Linked DNA regions of Sus scrofa: region 2 is linked to region 1. A link is a contact called in public HiChIP or PLAC-seq data. All regions are on one chromosome and are shown on one strand. The core of a region is the stretch at or near the end of the contact, and the rest is flanking DNA. Distances in the headings are between cores, read along the strand shown. Region 1 holds the start of LPCAT4 (lysophosphatidylcholine acyltransferase 4). Region 2 holds the start of AVEN (cell death regulator Aven).

The links. HiChIP or PLAC-seq counts read pairs in DNA pulled down with a chosen protein or histone mark.
Region 2: an H3K27ac HiChIP or PLAC-seq map of alveolar macrophages shows a contact between it and region 1. The contact joins the promoter of AVEN here to the promoter of LPCAT4 in region 1. A contact is called at or near these places in 2 of 47 Hi-C or Micro-C datasets (heart right ventricle and skeletal muscle) and 1 of 2 datasets of contacts at active chromatin or transcription factors (alveolar macrophages).

What each region holds. Positions count from the first base shown.
Region 1 is chr7:80,138,704-80,143,903 of Sscrofa11.1, reverse strand. LPCAT4 (lysophosphatidylcholine acyltransferase 4) reads right to left here and starts at 2,596. Exons shown (of 14, transcript NM_001145867.1): 1 at 2,481-2,596; 2 at 1,071-1,213; 3 at 608-828; 4 at 156-268; 5 at 1-38. The coding sequence starts at 2,594.
Region 2 is chr7:80,444,348-80,449,547 of Sscrofa11.1, reverse strand. AVEN (cell death regulator Aven) reads right to left here and starts at 2,211. Exons shown (of 7, transcript XM_021099909.1): 1 at 1,577-2,211. The coding sequence starts at 1,825.

The DNA.
Region 1 (5,200 bases), core at 1,347-3,846:
TTCTTGTTGGAACAGGTGCCCTCAGGAAAGAATAATACCTGGGGAGAAAACCAAGGGACCAGACAGAATGATGTGGGTGGAAGGGGAGGAGAGAAAAGAGAAGTCTCTTTGGGAGCACATAAAAGGTGAGGTGATCTGAAGACCCTTTTACCCACCTGCGGCCACTTGCCTCCTGAGGTAGCCCGCCTACGGACCTCCTCCACCACTCTGCGCCGGGAAGCTGGGTCATGCCTGGATACTAGGATGGCTTGGTTGAAGCGAAGAAGGGCTGGGGGTCCAGAGAGGGTACAAGGCGACACTTGGTCTCTACCCAGACGCAGGAACACCCGCAGCCTCCCCTTCCTCAACAGTAGGAGATGCTCCTCAGTGGGGGACCCTCCTTTTTTTGGTGTGTTGTCCTTTTAGGGAACTAACCAGAGCTCCCTGCTCCCTTCTAATTCGCACAGAGGTCAAAGTCTAAGAGGCTGTTTCATAAACGGTGTTAATTTGCATTTCATTCCCCAGCATCAGTTGCCGTCCTTTCTAACTTCTCCCTCCCCGCTCTCTCCAGAATATCCGATTCCTGTGTGTTTTTGCCCAGAGTTGTTCACCCCTCTTAATCTCTCACCTCCAATGACAGGAACGGAAAGGTTCTCAGCTCGAGACACAACTTTGGGCAGGTCACAGGGCAGCAGAACAATGGGGTCAAAGAAAGTAGAGTGGGGGGCGGCAACTAGGACAGGGGCTTGAAGGCGAGTGGCCCGCTGGCCCCGAACTCGGATCCGGAGGAAACCCAGCAGGAAAAAGAGCAGACGGCTGAGGCCCAGCACCCCATTGTGGCATACGGTCCTGCAGGGCAAGGCTCGGCATCAATGCAAGCAGAGATCCCGCCCCTCTCTCACACACCCAGGAAAGCAGGTGCCCTTCTTTTGCCCTCTATTACTCTGGCAAAGGGCTGATGTCTCTGGTTACTCTGGGACCATTCTGGGTGGGAGTTTCAGAACCCTCCCTCCTCTTCTTCTCAAAGAGGGAGCAGAATGGACAGCAGGGAAGAGGAGTGAAAATCTGGGTCTCTGGGGCCCCTCACTTACTTCCTCCATCCTGTAATCGGCTCCTGAAGTTGTTCCTCAGTAAGGCCAGCTACTTGCAGCCAGGCAAAGGGCCAGAGGAGAAAGAGGACGATAAAGGCCAGAAGCACTCGGATGGGGGCCAGCAGTGCCCCCAGAAGGCAGAACTGCAGAGGGTGGGAGAGAAGGCCACTTCAGGGCTCTGAGATGTTTCCTCCAGTCTTCCCCTCTCCCACAAGGATGGACCCAGAGCAAAGGACCATCACCCCTGGAGATCAGACGGCAAGTCGTGTGGAACAGGAGATGGGATTGGAACCCAAGGTGGGATGAAGATACCAATAGGATCAGAGGCCTCATTTTTCTGTCTTTCAGTCTGTCCCCACCACACCTATACAACTGAGGCTGTTAAGAGGCTTTAATGTTAACCAGTGTTAAAATGCCCAGCCCTGTGCTCTATGTAGAACAGGCTAGAGACAGTTCTTTTTCATCACATCCCCTTCTATAAATAGCTCCTATGTCTAACAAAAATCAGGGGCACCATTCTTTCCACTCTGGGCCCGAGGTGGGGTGCAGGGGAGTGGAACACTCAGAGAGGTCCACTTTTCAGACCCTCGACCGTCTCTGGTTCTGCCCAGCAGGAGCAGCATCCCTCAGTACTGAAGGATGGGAGAGAGAAGAGGAGCTCGGCCCTACTCCACGGGGTAGGGGTTGCCAGGAGCCAGCGTGACTCCAAGGGCTGCCCCGGGGAGAGGGCAGGTAAACAAACCTAGCCCCAGGAGCCGGCGACAGCGGAGGCGAGGCGGAGGCAAAAGAAACCTTGGACACTCCCTTCTCACACCACTCCACTCCCCAGCTTCCCCAGGCTGGTCCGGCCCTCCACTTCCTGTAGCCAACCCCCTTCACAACCTCCTTCCAACCCCCACCAGGAGGTGCTGCAGTGCGGGGGGTGGGGGTGGTGCGGGGAGGGGGGGGCGGCGGGGTGAAGAGGGGTTGTTGGAAGGGCACAGGGGGTGCAGGCTCCGGGCCCAGAAACCTCCTCCAAGTCACAACCACGCAGAAGCTCTCAGCAGGCCCCTGCCCCCACCCGCGGCTATCCGTAGCCTCCAACTCCATCCTAGCCCATCGGCCTCCGCAGGATGTAATCCGCAGTCTTCAGTGTCCTCCATCTACCCTACCTCTGGGTCCCCGGCAGTCCACCATCCTCACCTAGTCAATTCTCACACACCTCCGAGCTTGCCGATCACCTAAGCCCGTGTTCTCTCCAGGACTCCTCGCCCACCGCCCCGCCGCCCCCACGTGCGCACCCCCGGACTCCCGCCCCGCTAGCCTATCCACCCACCTCCTTTCCGGATTCCCATCCCCATCATTGCCAGAGCTCCAAAAGGCCTTTTCTATTCCCAAGAGTCTTCCCGACGCCCCCCGCCCACACCTTACCTTAACCCTCTGGAGGCGGGAGAGATGTAACTCATGCACGAAGGGGTTGGGGGGCGCTGGGGGTCCGGGGGTGGGGTCAAGGGGGGCCCAGTCCCCCGGACTTCCCTGGCTCATAGCGGCGGGAGAAGGTGGGAGAGAGGGCTCCCTGACCCCGGCCCCGGGCCCCTCTCTGCAGAGCAGAAGCTGCAGCAGCAGCGGCAGCGGCGGCGGCGCTCTGGCCCCGGCCCCGCCTGGTGCGGGGCGGCGAGGGGCGGGGAGCAGGCGGCGCGGCCCGGCCCGCGTTGTCAGGGAGCTGGTCGAGGGGCGGGGTTTCCAGAGCCCCGGCGGCCCTGCTCCTCTGCGCCAGCCGCCTCGCCCGCAGCCCCCCGGGCCATTGTTACGAGGAGGCTGGGTGATGGAGCGCCGCGCCCGCCTACGGGGTGCCCCCGGGCCTGGCCCTGTGACGTTCCTCTAGGAAGATCTGGCTGCTTCCTTCGCGCAGGCCTCCGGCTCGGACCGGGTTTAGGGCCGCGAGGTGGGCGAGGAGATTAGAACGCCCTCCGACCCCGCCCGGGCGTCGAGGTCAACCAGCAAAGCGCAGATCGGGGTGGGGCCCTCGGGTGGAACAGAATGCGAGGGCGGGTGCGTTGCGCGCGGAGACCGGCAGCTCCCGGGCGAGGCGGGGCCCCGCTGTCCCCGCGGGCTCGCGGACCGAAGCCACCTCTAGTAGGCCGACCACCTTTCCTTCCTGGTCGGGTCGACGCCATCGCGCGTGGACTTGAGGCGCTCGCGCCCTCTGGCGGCTACATAGGGCCTCAGCTCCTGACATCCTCGTCCTACCTGTGCCGGGAAGCCCCGCCTGGGCTGATGGAGAACTCTTCCAACCCGCTAGGTGCCAGTAACCATCAAGACTGGGGTCGTATACTTACCAGGGCCCAAGAAGGCCTGGCTAGCGAACCTAGAGAGCTAGGACAACCCCGAACGCAGCCGTCTTTTTCCTCCTAGTCTCTTTACTCAGTTTCTTTCCTTCTTTCCTTTTTGTGAGAGGACAAAGTAATACCCTTCACACCCAAACTCCAAGCTGTCCCAGAAAACTCATGAATTGGTCAGCCCCTTCATCAGGGGATGGTGAGATCAGGGAATGGGGTAGACTTTGAGATTCATAGCCAGTAACACAATCAGATAATGCTCATGAGGAAAAGGAGATAGAAGCCTCATTGCTTGTGGAAAGTAGTGGCTTTCAGTTCACCCTGTTTATTTCTCTCTTCTGTATCCGTCAATCAGCATTTCCTGAAGGTCTTGGGAACAGTGGACGATCAGTGGGCTCCTGGGTCATCCAGTACCATTAATCTTTTATTGGATGGGGGACCTGGGAAAAGTTAAGTTAGAAGAAACGTTGAGACAGATTTTGGGGTGAAGGAGAAAAAAATAGCTTTTATTTTTATAAAAGCAATAGCTTTTATTGCTTTGCTTTACAGGAGGCTAAAGCCCTAAAGACTGTGCTCTCCCTTGGGAGAGAATAGGAGGTGGTTTTACAGTTTGGGGAGTGGAAAATAGGGCCACAGTTAAGGATCAGGGTAGGTGTAAGCTTGCATTCTTCTTCAAAGCTGGTGTTTAGTGGCCCTGGGGTAGGTTCTAATGGTCCTGGAATGAAGACTGCTTGAAATAGTTAACATCTTCTATTTATTGGGGTTTTAGTTCTGAAAAAGAGCTTGAAGAAGATTCTGTCATGTGTCTCCCTTGAAGGGGAATCAGGACCCTGCCTCAAGGCTGCACTATTGTTTCTTCACTGCTCCTCCCTTGTCTCTATAACCCCTCCCTTCCCAGGTTAGAGCTGCCCTTTGGAACTCATGGAAGGTAATGGAGGCCGAATGAGGCTTATTTCCTAAAATAAGCCCTATGGGGCTCCTGGGCACAAAGGACTTTTTGTGTCCTCCATTTCTTATTTTTAGGAAATAAGACTCATTTTTTTGTCTGCTATTTAAAGGGGGAGGTTTGTCTTGGTTCTGTATGTCTTGGGTTTTCTAAGGTAGTTTCAATATATTTATAATTTCATTTTTTTTTCAGTTAAGGCAACTCATTAAATGCATAATTACACATAATTTGCTTTTTATACCTTTAATATTTTAACATAAACTATCCATAACTATACCATGAGGAGTTATTAAACTTAGAACTCAAGCCCATAGAGTAATGATAATTATATGCAAATTACTATGTAATTAAATTAAGCATTATCATATACTATCAATGACATACTAAGAAAGTTTGGATACTGATTTTCAATTCTTTCTCTCTATGGAACTGATGAAAACCTTAGGCAGTGTGTTTGGTGGGAATTTCTATTTTTCCATCATTTGTTTTTGTGGGACTTCAAGGCTTCTCCAAGGAAATAAAACTCAGCCTCTGGTGGAGATAAGACTTGCTAGACCCTTATCATCCCACCTGTCTCACTGTAATTGTTGCAATGTTCCTAAGGACCTCCCTACCCCAGCACAACTTGGCCTATTCCTTCCTTCCCCCTACTAGGAAAAGTATGTGGCCCATTCCTCACCTCCTCCCCTTGATCAACCTGGCCTAGTCCTTCCTGTCCCCCACCATAAAAGGTATGTAGCCCACTCCTTACCCTGACCCACCCCCAACCAACAAGCCGGTGTATCCGAAGACCCCATCCTTCCCCAACCAACCAGTAAGTGTATCAGAAGACCCCATTCTTCCCTAACCAATCCGCAGGTCAACAG
Region 2 (5,200 bases), core at 962-3,461, 310 kb before region 1:
TACTCAATTTGGTTCATCAGAGACGAGGAAGACAGAAGCACCTTCATTCACTCAATTCAACAAGTTAAAGACACTTGTTATTAAAGGCCCGCGTGACAGACACTTTAGTAAATATCAAAGGTACCATTACCACAATTACTGTTAAAACACTATCCCTGCAACCAAAGTGTGTCCACTTTGATCTCAGTAAAGCAGCGATTGGTTCACAAAAATATGAGATAAAACACAGTTGAGTCAAGGGCAGCTGGGTGTAAAGTCAGCTCTGCCACCAGCCATGGCAGCTTAAGGAAGTCAGTTAACCTATGAAAATGAATATTTTATAATTATAAAGTATATATAAAATAAAATTGTTATAAAGTTGTTTAAACAACTTCAGGTTGCTAAAAAGAGTAAGTTGTAATAATGTTTTACATATATGTAAATAATGTTATAAAGGCAAAATGTGATAACATGGTGTTTGCTAGACTGGTCAGCTCCCTTTATTTCCTGGTGATCTGATTCTAATTTCTTCATATTTCACTAAAATTTTACTCAATACCTACTTTTATCCTAACAAGGTTAAATATGCTGCACTTAAGTTCTATGATTTTTTTTTCCAACTCTATTCTGTATGCAACTACTATCTTTAGGGACATCTTACCTGCTATGCCCTTAAGATACTACTTCAGTAATGGGAAATTTTAACTCAACCAAAAACTACAATAATTTTTTACTCTATGCCATGAGAATTCAAAATTTAAAGACAGTTTTGTACTACAAGTGTTAAAATAACAGCAGAACAGCTCATAAAGACAGTAATTTAACTCCTTTAGCTAGAATATCAGTAAAAATGTGCCCCAAATCGTTCCCTGCTCCAAGCTATAAGACATTTCCAATTATGAATGTGTGAATATTGTTACTAAAATTGAGACCTGACTGCGGAAACATTTACAGATTGGGAATTCCGATAGACAAAGGCCACTGGCCCCAGATTTCCACACATATTAATAAAAAGAGAACTATGCTATTTAAAAAGAGAACTATGCATCTGATCCCGTCCCCAAATATTAAGAGTCCAGTCCACTGGGGTCATTCATGCAATAAAAATTTATTATGCGCCTACTGTTTGCCAAGCATTGCACAGGCAGTGAACAAAACTGACCCTAAAATCCCTTCCCTCTAATAACAGAAATGTCAACCGTAAGGTAAGGCACCTGGAGCACAAGTCCTGGCTGCCCGCACCCCACAAGGGTTAATCATACTGACACCTCACCCAAACCCAAGGGGCCCCCTAGACTTGCGGCGCCAACACAGAGCCGCGGTCGCTGGGTCCTTTAATGACGGGGCCAGGACCCCTTGGGAAGGGTGGGGAAGTCCACGGACCTGACCCTCCAGGTCAGCCCAGCGCAGAGGAGGCGATCGGAACACAGCCGCCAGCGCCACGTGCACACCCCGGTGCGCGCCCCCGCAGTCCTCCGCCCGAGCCGCGCAGGCGCCGCCGCAGCCCAACTCACGCAAGCCCCGCGCGCCGCTCGCCGCTTCAGACTCGTGGCCCGGAGCCCCACCCGCCCCGGTCCCACCGGCCGTCGCCTCTTACCGGCGCGCTGACCTCGGCGCCCCGGCCTCTCGGTTCCCGGCGGCCGCCTCGCGGAGCGCCTCCTCCTCGGCCTCCGCGGCCGCCCCGGAAGCCCCGGCCGCGACCCCGCCGGCCGCCTCCATCCCCGCCGCCGCCGCCTCTCGCCACCGCCGCTGCAGTGGCCGCCCGCTCGCGGTCGCGATCCCCGCCGGGCCGGCCGCGGCCGGGTCGCCGACCCCGGCCTCCCCGATTTCCTCGGTCCGCCTGCATCTGGCCGCCGCCGGCGGTGCTGAGCACGCAGGAGTCGGGCAGCCGCGGAGACGCCCTTGCCCCCACCGGAAACGGGCCGCACGGAGGAGCCGCGAGCGACGGGCCCCGGGTGGCAGCGAGCGCGGGGTGCGGGGCCGGGGCTGGAAGCCGGCCGCGGCGGGGGCGGGGCGGGCCCCCGGTCCTGTCAGGTGGAGCCGGAACCGGGGCTGGGAAGAGCCAGGGGTTCAGAGAAAAGATCCGACCAGTGGGACCTGAAAAGGCGGGGGCAAGGAAGGTCTGGGGGAGGGACCGTAGTAAGTAAAAGACGGGTTATAAAACAGTTTGTGTAATATGAACTCGATTTTTTATTAAAAGAATAGATAGTTATGGCGTAGCTGCATAAGAAGCGGTCTTAAAAAGTATATAGCAAAATGTCGCTAGTGGTTAACTGTACGGTGAGACTTCCAGTGAGTTAATTCTTCCTCTTTTTCTGTTTAGTCTCCTTATCTTCAAGAATGAATATGTGTCATCATTAAAGTTATACTGAAGTCAGGGTTAGGTAGAAGGTATGGAGGAAAGGCGGGGGGGGGGCAGTCTGAGGTGAGAAGTATGGGATGCAAGCAGCTGGGAGTAGAGAGAACAGTGCAGCCTGTCCTCAAGAGAACTGTAGAAATGACTGCTTTAGCGCACACTTATTGAGCACATGAGCATTTAATTCTCCTGTCAGGCCTATGAGGCAAGTACTGCTGTTGTTCTTGTTTTGCTGATAATAGCCCTGGAGAGGTTAAACCACTTGCCTAATGTGACACAGCTGGGTAGTGATGGAACTGCCATTCTAACTCTGGCAGGCTGACAGCAGTCTATTCATGTATGTGTCTGTCACTTACTTAGTAGAAATGTTTGAGCCTCACCCATGTTCGGTTTTTTTGGCTACGCCCTCAACATGCAGAAGTTCCAGAGCCAGGGATCAAACCGGAGCCACAGCAGTGAGAATGCTGAATCCTTAACCACTAGGTCACCAGAGAATTCCAAGACTCACCTGTGTTTTAAGTTTTAATAGTTTGTTCCTTTTTATTGCTAAGCAGTAAGTAGTCCATCATATGGATCTAGTGTTTTAGCCAAGGGGGAAAAGGACAGTTGGTTATATGGATATGTGGGAGCCATTGTTAACTACTATGTATTACAGAAACCACATAAACACAATACAAAGAAGGGCTAAGAGATCAAATCAGTGTTGCAAATCAAGTGTTTTCTTGCCAGTCCTTTCTGTCCTGTCTTACATCCATATATAGTTAACATTATTCATTGCTTCTAATTGTCCATTCTGTGTTAGGCTGAGTGCTTGATCTTGAAGTTTTTTTTTTAGGGCTGCACCCATGGCATATGGAGGTTCCCAGGCTAGGGGTCGAATCGGAGCTACCACTGCTGGCCTATGCCACAACCACAGCCATGCCAGATCCGAGCCCCGTCTGTGACCTACACCACAGCTCATGGCAACACCAGAACCCTAACCCAGTAAACAAGGTCGGGGTTCGAACCCGCAACCTCATGGTTCCTAGTCAGATTCGTTTCTGCTGCGCCTCAATGGGAACTCCTTGAAGATTTTTTAAAAAAAGTAAAAAGGCTCTGTCCTTGCTCTCAAATAGCTCACTTCCTACAAGGAAGGAAACTGTAAACAGGTGATTAAACTAGTGTGCTGAGGGCAATGAGAGGTCCAAGGTGAAGGCCCAAAGGAAGAAAAGTTAGCTGCCTAAATGAATAGCCTCGGGCTTCATGAGAAACAGACCCCAAGGCCTGATGTTGAGCAGGAGTTTGCTAGGTTCATAGGTGAGAGTAGGGAACCAGTGAAGGATTGTAAACTGGAGAGAAACAATCTTAACACAGCATGGTTCTAAGTATCTCCCATGCAGCACTGTCTTAAAACCTCACAGCAGCCCTATTTGGTAGTACTAGTGTGGTCCCTATTTCAATGATGAGGGTATAAAAGAAGTAACTTCAAAAAATCACACAGCTAGTAAACAAACCCAGGACAGTCTGGCCTCAGACTCTGTGCAGCTAACCGCTCTGCTCAAAACCATTCTGTAGAGGAGAATCAGAATTCTAGGCAACCATTAGGAAACTACTGGAAGAATCCAAGTCACAAATAATTAGGGCCTAAATTAAGACCCAAAAGAAAGATAATAGGACAGATAGGAGAGAATTGATAGACTTCATTGTCCACTTGTCAGGGTGAGAAGCAGGGGTGATTTCCCATGTGTTTTGCTTCAATGACCAGGTTATTAATGATACCACTAGCCAAGAGGAAATACAGGGTTGGGGAGGATGTGTGTGAGGATAATAGTATTTTTTAAACATTTCATATTTTCCTGTTATTTAATAGTTAACATTTTTGTCAACAGACACTATTCTCATACAGTACATCAATTTTCCTTTTCCCTCTTTTCCAGCCTTTCCCTTTTATTTCTCCACATCCTATTGCCCCCCCCCCCTTTTTCCCCTTGTCTGGTGAAATTAAGACCATCAGAGGTACTCAGGATTAAGTTATTCATCCTCATGCTAAACTCTCAAATTCATAATCCCACCCCTAAAGAAACACTAAACAGGAAGATGGGAATAGTAACAAAAGTTTCATCCTTTCCTCTGCACCCCTACAAAGGAACTAAAAGGAGAAGCCACTGGACAGCCTGGGCCCTCATCCCCTGTGTGGCTAGGAACTATACCGATTTGGTACATTATCTCTTCCTAATCCTACATGCAGTGACATGAAGTTGGTTGCTTGAAAAAGTGGGACTTTTTATACCACAGCCATTGGCAATTTTCTGCAAATCAGGACTTTGTTGGAAGTGGGGGCAAAAACAGGTTGTTAAATATTTATCAGCATAGCACAGATTCGGGCTCTCACCAAGACAGCACAAATCAGGGCTTCTTAACTTTGGCACATGTAGGGCTGGACCAGTTTCTGTAGTGGTAGTGGCTTGTTCTGTGCATTGCAGAATTTCACAGCATCCCCAGCCTCTACTTGCTAAGTGGACCCTTCCCTCGCAAGATGTGACAACCAGACACTTGTCCCAAGAGGCAAAATCACCCTGGATGAGAGCCACCAGCACAAATTGATTTAACTATATAACTATCCCCCAAGAAGCTTCCAAAATTATGAAGTTGAAAAGATAAGTGAGTTTCAGATTAAGCCAACTTTGTTAGGACACAGACTTGTTTGTGCAGAGTAAGAGCTAATATTTGTTTAACATTTACTTTTTGCCTGTGCAATCACAAACTAAGTTTTTTTTTTTTTTTTTACTGCCTCACCCAAGGCTTATGGAAGTCCCCAGGCCAGGAATCAAACCTGCACCTCTACAGCAACCCAAGCTGCTGCAGTCGGATTCTCCAGCATACTAA